2 separate regions of the Mus musculus genome follow, and region 2 is linked to region 1. Evidence: chromatin contacts called from public promoter capture Hi-C data. All regions are on one chromosome and are shown on one strand. Each heading gives the region's core, a stretch centred on a gene start, on an enhancer-like site or on the middle of the called end of the contact. The rest is flanking DNA. Distances are from core to core; before and after follow the strand shown.

Evidence for each region. Promoter capture Hi-C pulls out the DNA fragments that hold promoters and counts their contacts.
Region 2: a promoter capture Hi-C map of the HPC-7 cell line shows a contact between it and region 1. The contact joins the enhancer-like site here to the promoter of Ddx47 in region 1. A contact is called at or near these places in 19 of 39 promoter capture datasets (the 3T3-L1 cell line, 3T3-L1-derived adipocytes, the C10 cell line and 11 more), 1 of 15 datasets of contacts at CTCF or cohesin (pro-B cells), 18 of 484 Hi-C or Micro-C datasets (the 3T3-L1 cell line, B cells, the C2C12 cell line and 11 more), 3 of 115 datasets of contacts at active chromatin or transcription factors (bone marrow-derived macrophages, embryonic stem cells and pancreatic cancer cells) and 3 of 9 other capture datasets (adipose tissue, liver and macrophages).

The regions. Positions count from the first base shown.
Region 1 is chr6:135,009,518-135,013,472 of GRCm38.p6, reverse strand. It overlaps Ddx47 (DEAD box helicase 47), which reads right to left and starts at 1,861. Exons shown (of 12, transcript NM_026360.3): 1 at 1,745-1,861; 2 at 1,078-1,171. The coding sequence starts at 1,831.
Region 2 is chr6:135,388,353-135,392,307 of GRCm38.p6, reverse strand. No RefSeq gene overlaps it. Among named protein-coding and RNA genes, the nearest start is that of Emp1, 27 kb to the right of the region's middle. Within about 2 kb of position 1,712, at least 7 of the 459 cell types and tissues checked have an H3K27ac peak or open chromatin away from gene starts, as enhancers often do. A contact at or near this core is called in the HPC-7 cell line, where this site is marked.

The DNA of each region.
Region 1 (3,955 bases), core at 612-3,111:
GTTGGAAGATACAGAATAAGCAAGATGGATTTTCTTTCTGGTTTTTTTTTTGGGGGGGGGGCGTTGTTTGTTTGTTCTTTGTCTTAAAGACAAAGTGTTTTCCTACTTGCTTAGTAGACCAGGCTAGCCCCAAACTCTCAGAAATCCTCCTGTCTCTGCCAATGGAGTGCTGGGATTAAAGGTGTGCACCACCACGCCTAGCTTTATGGTGGATTCTTTTTTTTTTTTTTCCTCTTTTTTTTTTTTAATTACGTATTTTCCTCAATTACATTTCCAATGCTATCCCAAAAGCCTCCCACACCCTCCCCCCCCCACTCCCCTACCCACCCATTCCCATTTTTTGGCCCTGGCGTTCCCCTGTACTGGGGCATATAAAGTTTGCCTGTCCAGTGGGCCTCTCTTTCCAGTGATGGCCGACTACGGCATCTTTTGATACATATGCAGCTAGAGTCAAGAGCTCCGGGGTACTGGTTAGTTCATAATGTTGCACCTACAGGGTTGCAGATCTCTTTAGCTCCTTGTATACTTTCTCTAGCTCCTCCATTGGGGGTCCTGTGATCCATCCAATAGCTGACTCTGAGCATCCACCTATGTGTTTGCTAGGCCCCGGCATAGTCTCACAAGAGACGGCTATATCACGGTCCTTGCACCAAACGCTTGCTAGTGTATGCAATGGTGTCATCGTTTGGAGGCTAATTATGGGTCTCTTGATGGTCCATTGTATGGATTCTTAATTCTCATCTCTTAGAGCTAACAGTCAGGATCTGCCATGCAAATTCAGACAGTAGAGTGCTCTAGGGGTTTAAAACTGTCGTCCCACCATTCATTAACGTCAGTGTCTACCTCCCAAATGGTACAGGCTTGTGCCACCGTGATCACACCTGGCTTTATATTTATTTGAAGCAAGGTCTCTGCCTCCTCGGTGTTAAGAACTCAAGTAGTCCTGCCATACCCAGGGAGAGATTATATCTTTATTTCACTTGGAATTTGACAGCAATAGCTCTTAGAAGCAACACAAAAACTGAATATAATGCCACACTGGCTCTGTACTAGCCTGCATATTTAATTCCAACCTACCTTGCAAGGCCAAAGGAATAGCTTCGATCTGGATCTTGGTGGGCTTTGCCCATCCCAACTGGTCACAAGCTTCACACAATACATCCGTAACACCCTTTGAATTCAGAAAACCATACTTTAGCAAAGAATACATCCTCACCTTTATCAGAGCCATCCTCCTGGTGATACGTAGCCCTTTGCACTTTACATAACTGTACATCTCAGACCCTGCTTTATATGAACACTATGGGACAGCGCCTTGAGACAATTTCTCTTCACCAGGGGCTGCTGTCAACTCTTTGCATGTATTATCTCATTTAACCCGTCAAATCAGTTCCGACCAGTGGCTAGCTATTATTCTACCAAGTGCCTCACGTGTATAAAGTGAGGCGCACACCATAACAACTTGCCTCTTGTAAGGAGGTCACGCGTGACCCTAGATAACATAAGGCTCTACAGTAACTGGGGAGAAAAACAAACGGGGGCTCTCACGACCCAGCGGCATCCTACAAGGCAAATGCACCCGAGGGAGCGTGAAGAGACCCCGAGTTTCTGACAGCCTGAAGATAGCATGAGCTAGGCCCCAAGGTGTTTTTACACACCACCGGCTGGGATATGAAGTACCCAAACCCTGGGTGAGCCTAAACGCCAACATCACAAAATAAATACCAGCATCACCCATTCTCACCAGGTCTTTAAATGTTTTCGTTTCCTCCTCTTCCGCAGCTGTCTGAAGGGCTCCAGAGGGGGAATCGGGTTCCTCGTCCGCCGCCATCTTGCTCGTGGGCTCCGGAAGTGGGGCCGAGGCGCAAGGCGTGCTGGGAAATGTAGGCGATTACTTTCCTAGAGTGTAGGTTCTGAACGCCTCCTGCTGGCGGGTCTGGCGTGGCAGCGCCCCACACAGGAGGGACTTGGAAGAACAGCAATGGCTGGAAGCCTGTGTGCCTAAGGAACTGAGACGATCCCTTCTTGCTGCCCTTTGGGTATCTGCCCTATTTTTTATTTTTTTAAATTGGTTTCTTGAGGCAGGATTTCATTCTGCAACTTCGGCCTTCCAGGGCCTTGGCTGTCTTCCCTTTGGCTTATCACTTTTCTAACTATAGAAATGTAAACACATGGACATCACGATACTATTTATTCATTACTTCATATATTTGACAACTGACAGCCTGCCATATGCTTGGACTGTGCTAGGTGTCTAATGATAGAGCAGGACAGTATCAACTTCCACTGCAAAGAGAAGGCAAACAATACATAGGTAATAATGGGCCACTTTGAATTATGAAAAGTGCTACATAAAAATAGGGGAGCAAAGCTTTGGGAGAAAGAATTGTCAGGATTGCTGCAAGACTGAGAAGGTGTCTCTGAGGCAGTGATATTTGAGCTGGGACCTTACTGATACCAGAAAGGCCGTTCTGAGTTCAGGGGACACCTATTCAAGACTGGCAGATCTGAGCCGAGCGTGGTGGCACACGCCTTTAATCCCAGCGCTTGGGAGGCAGAGGCAGGCAGATTTCTGAAACCCTGTCTCGAAAAAACAAACAAACAAACAAAAAACTGGCAGATCTGTGAATACAAAATTCCTGAGACCCGTGAGATATCTGAACTGCCACCACTTAAGCTAGTGAGGTACAATGTATGTTACATGCCCTGTGCCTGCAAGTGTACCCTAGTGGGGAGGCATTGGCATTCTCAATGTGTGGGGCACACTTTCTGAAACTGAGGCATTAGAGACAATCTGCTATGCTTTTCTTCGTGGTATCCCTTTCTCTGGCAGAGTGTGTTGTTAAAATGTGCGCAGCGCATGTCAAACATACCCTTAAGAGTATTTAGGGCTCCAAGTCCTGAGGCTGTTGTGGGAAAGGCCATAGATTTAAATATAATATAACTAAGATTGGGAGTGGTGGCCCATGCCTTTAATCCCATCACTCAGGAGACAGAGGCAGGTGAATCTCTGTGAAGTGGAGGCCTGCCCGGTCTACATAGCAAGTTCCAGAACAGTCAGGGTTACTTGGTAAGACCCTGTTTCAAATATATATTATATGTGTGTTATATTACAAGTGTGTATGGATGGATGTAACAACCTTCTACTAAAACACAGAGAAGCAGAAACTACACTTGAAGAGGTTTGTGATGATTGCCTGTGGAGGGAGGGGAATTAAGATAAAATGCACAAGTCGGAATTCAGAAACAAAATGACAGAAGATAAAAGAATAAATAGAAAAAGCCAAGGGAGGGGACTATGGTGGTACACTCCCTTAATCACAGAGCTTGGGAGGCAGGGGCAGGCAAATCTCTGAGTTCAAGGCTACCCTGGTCTACAGAGTGAGTTCCAGGACACCCAGGGCTATACAGAAAAACCCTGTCTGGAAAAACAAACAAAAACCATTGCTCTCATTCACCATGATGCTGGTCTTCAGAAAAGAAACTGGGAAAGGAGACTGCCTCAGAGACAAGAGGCGGTCTTTGTTTCCCTGACTCTAGAGACAAAATGGATGTTAAGTATGTGCCACCTGGGTGAAGTGAAACTCAGCAAAGCGTTGGGGTTGGAAACCATGGCAGACCAGAGGGATTTCTCTGACTGTTTCTTTATCAGTGGTTCTCAGCCTTCCTGATGCTACGACCCTTTAATACAGTTCCTCCTGTTGTGGTAACCCCAAAACATAAAACTATTTCATTGCTACTTCATAACTGTAATTTCACTACTGTTATGAATTGTAAATATCTGATATGCAGGATATCTGATATGCAGGATATCTGATATGCAGGATATCTGATATGCAGGATATCTGATATGCAGGATATCTGATACGTGACCCCTGTGAGAAGGTCGTTCAACCCAGAGACATAGGGTTGAGAACCACTGCTTTAGAAAGTGATGGGTTTTTTTCTCCGCACA
Region 2 (3,955 bases), core at 463-2,962, 380 kb before region 1:
CCCAACCGGGTCCTACTTCTTGCATTTCACCATTTTCCAACATTTCTATCATACTGCGAGTCTATCAAGGGATAAACACATTGATAGGTCAGAGCCCTTAGGATCTAGTCTCTACCCAAAGACCTGAATCAGCTGGAAGCCAAGACCCCAATTGTGTGAACTTGGGGGGCATTTATTTGCAAAGCATGGCCACACCTGAGTGGCCAGCAGGTTCCCTGTAGTTAACTCGCTTACACCCGAGCTCCCCGTTTGCTCTCAGTTAATTCTCCCTCCGGCTTTTCTCCTTTGATGATTCCCCAATGGCTAGTTTTGTGCCATCATTGATTATTCTTATTTAACGTGTCCGGGTGGTTTTTTGCTGGCACTCACGACTCCGCACCAGATGGGTGCAGTGCCCATAGAGGCCAGAAGAATAAGTCAGATCTCCAGAAACTGGAGTTACAGATGGTGGTGATCAGCCATGTGGATGCTGGGAACGGAATCAGCCCTCTGGAAGAGCAGCCAGTGCTCTCAACCACTGAGCATGAGTCCAGCCTCATCTCACTGAATCACATCCCATCCGAATCAGAGCTTCACTGTTAACCCTTTATGCTCCCAATCCCACCTGCTTTATCTACTTGCTCCCTTTTACCCATCCCCTTGGCTCTTACAGCAGAATCTCCACAATTTCTTCTCTTCCAGAGGAGCTCATTCTGTCCCCTGCCAGATTTATTCTCCCAGAACACCTTCTTCAACTCTCCCACTCTTTGCTAATAAAAAAAAAAAAAGTTTTTTGTGTGTATTAAACAGATCTATATAACCCGTGGACTGCATAGCTAACAGTGACCTTGAACTCCTGATTCTCCTGCCTCTGCATTCTAGGATTGTAGGCATGCACTGCCTGCCACAGTTGACATAGGGCTGGAGAGCAAATGTAGGGAGTCATTTTAAATGAATGCCCAGGGGCACAGTGTGAGAACCAGAGCAAACTGTTCTGAAACAGGGCCCATGTCTGCCGACTTCTATGGGGTCGACAGCCACAGATGGCCCCAATGGGATTTCTGAGTATACGAAATTATGTGTGTGTGCACACAAGTGGATGTGCGTGCATGCATGTGCACGGGCATGCTTGCAGAAATCAGAGGACCACTTTTAGGAGTTGGCTCTCACTTCTCCATGGGTTCTGAGGGTTGAACTTAAGTCCTTTAGCTAGCACAGCGAGTGTCTTTTCTTGGGCTCCAGTGCCATCCATCTCCTAAATTTTATCAGACAAAACAAAGAAAAATAAAAATGTATATAATTTTTTATAAAGAGATCCTTGATTTGAACTGCATGATGCTGACAGTATTGTTTAAATGCCAAGACAGAGATCTTTTTTTCCCTTCTCTCTGCACTCTGCATCAGTTGTTTTTCACTGGAAACATTTGTCTCTTCCTCACACACAGGAAATGCTACAAGGTACAGGTGTGGACAGCCATCACGATGCCCAGTCACATCAGCCCCAGCACTTCACCCACAATGGGACTGGACACCTGCAGGTTGCCAGGTCTCCTATTGGATGCTGAGGGTAAGGGAATGAGTGCTCATTTCCCGGTCCTGGTGGGGTTTGCAGTCTAGCTAGAAGTGCTGTGGTTAAAACCACAACTCAAACGTTCTTCCATGGTCTGGTATGGATATGAATGTGGTGTTAGATAAACCCTGAGGCCCCAACAGGTCCAGGGCAGTCAGACCACCCTGTCAGCTCTAATGAGTGTGCTAAGGCTAAAGGAATTGGAGACAGGTGCCAGGCAGCAGAGGGAGGAAAGACCTTCAGGGGGAACAAAAAAGCACACATCAGGAAACACCACCAAATATTGTGTGTATTTTACCTCAAGGGTTGTGCCGATTAACTTCTGTGTAAACTTGATATAAGCTAAGGTCATCTGGAAAGAGGGAACCTCAACCGGGAAAATGCCGCCAGCAAACTAGCCTGCAGGCAAGTTTGTGGTGCATTTTCTTGGTTAATTATTGATGTGGGAAAGCCTAGACAAGTGTGGGCAGTGCCACCTCTGAGCAGGAGGCCTGAGAAGTAACAAAGCTGGATGAGCAAGCCAGTAAGCAGCATCCCTCCTTGGCCTCTGCCTCAGTTCCTGTCTCCATATTCCTTACCTGATTCCCCTCAGTGGTGGACCTGAGACGTACAAGCCAAATAGACCCTTCCCTCCCTAAGTGGCTGTGATGTTGACCACAGCAACAGAAAGCAACCTAAGACAAAGCTACAGTGAGCATAGGCCAAGAGGCAACCAATGGTAGATTTAGGGCATGAATATCATGAAGGGGTCTGTGAAGGATTATAACCAGGCGACTGCACGGTCATGTTTGCATGTTAAGGGATGCTTTGCCATCGTGTGGAAACAACTTATAGCAGTGAGTTCTGAGCTGTTCAGCCACTTTAAGTAACCGCTATTCCAGACCTGAGCCAGTGATGCCTGAGCAGAGATTGGGAAAAGAGAGTGTGCATATAGAAACACTTGGGAATTATAGTCAATGGCAATCAATTACTAATCAGATGGGAAGAATGGTGGGGTGTTCTCTGGCTTGTCAGTCTCTTCCTAATGCCAAAGGAAGAAATCAAAGGGAAAAGACATAAGGACCCCATGGGTCCAGCTGAATTGGTAGTTCTCAAAGGTCCGGATCCAGAAGGATAACCTGGGTCAAGATGCAGATTTTGAATCTATTGCAAGATGGGAGATCATTAATTATATGAACTTCAAGCAAATCCCCTGTACAAAATGCAGAGATAAAATGGCTAAAAGACTTAGATGGGGATCGAGGCTGACATCTAAGAATTTTCATCAGACATGAAAGAAAGCTACTGCTGGTCAAGCCTTAAGAAAACAATTATGCTTGGTATGGTGATGTACACCTTTAATCTCAGGATGTATTCTAGTAATCTAAGGCCCAAAATTCCCTGCTCAATCGCCACTCAGCACATAGGAGGCAGAGGCAGGTGGCTCTCAGTGACTAGCCTCTGGTGAACAGAGCAAATTCAACCAGGGCTACAGAGTGAGACACTATCCCTAAGACACAAAGAGATGTAATTAAATAACTAAATAAATTAATTGACTCGTTTATTATTTGTTTATTGCATATAAAATAATGTTACATATAATATAAAGGTCATTTGTTGAGGCAGACGCACACAAAAGAGAGAGACTGCAAGACCAGGAGGCAGGCAGGCAATGCCTTCATAAACTTGGTCTTCCAACCCTCTTCCCAACCCTCTAGCCACACTCTCCCAGGAACACGAAGTCCAAGGAGTCAGGCTAAAGGACTATATGTACCTTCAACCTGCCACCTCCTTCCTATCTATATTCTGATGGCCTAAGACCCAAAGTTCCCTGCCCAGTCACCACTCACCACACCCACTACTAGGACGTTTCCTCGATGTGTGAAATAGCAGACATAACAAGTTCACAGCGTGCACACTCCTGGCTCGGAGGACAACCAACGGAGGAACACTCCTTTGCAGGGAGGGGCAGGGTAGAGACTGGGCACGGGGCATGCACATACATGCACCCTAAGTCCCTCGAGCTGAAGAAGGAAACAGGAATATGAGCCATAAAGAAGCTGAGCTGAGAGCCAGAGGCCAGCAATAGCATGTTCCTGGGAGCACCTCTCCTCTCCTAGAAAGCCAAGGTCCCTGAGCAGTTTAAATTGGATTCCGATCTTCTTAATACTTAGACATGTGGTATGTAGGCCTCTATGTGTGTTCCTTGTGCTCCTCAGCTGCACGCGAGGTCAGGACAGGGCCCAGGGAAGCAGAACTCACCCACATATTGAGAAACCTGCAGGAAAAGGAGTTGACAAGAAGCAGAATCTTCTTAAGGTAAAAGGAAGAGAGAGAATTTCATCTGTTTCCTTTGGCTTAGAATAGGAAGAGCATAAGTGTGTTTGGCCCCCAAGAGAACACATTCAGAAGGAGAAAGGTTGGAGA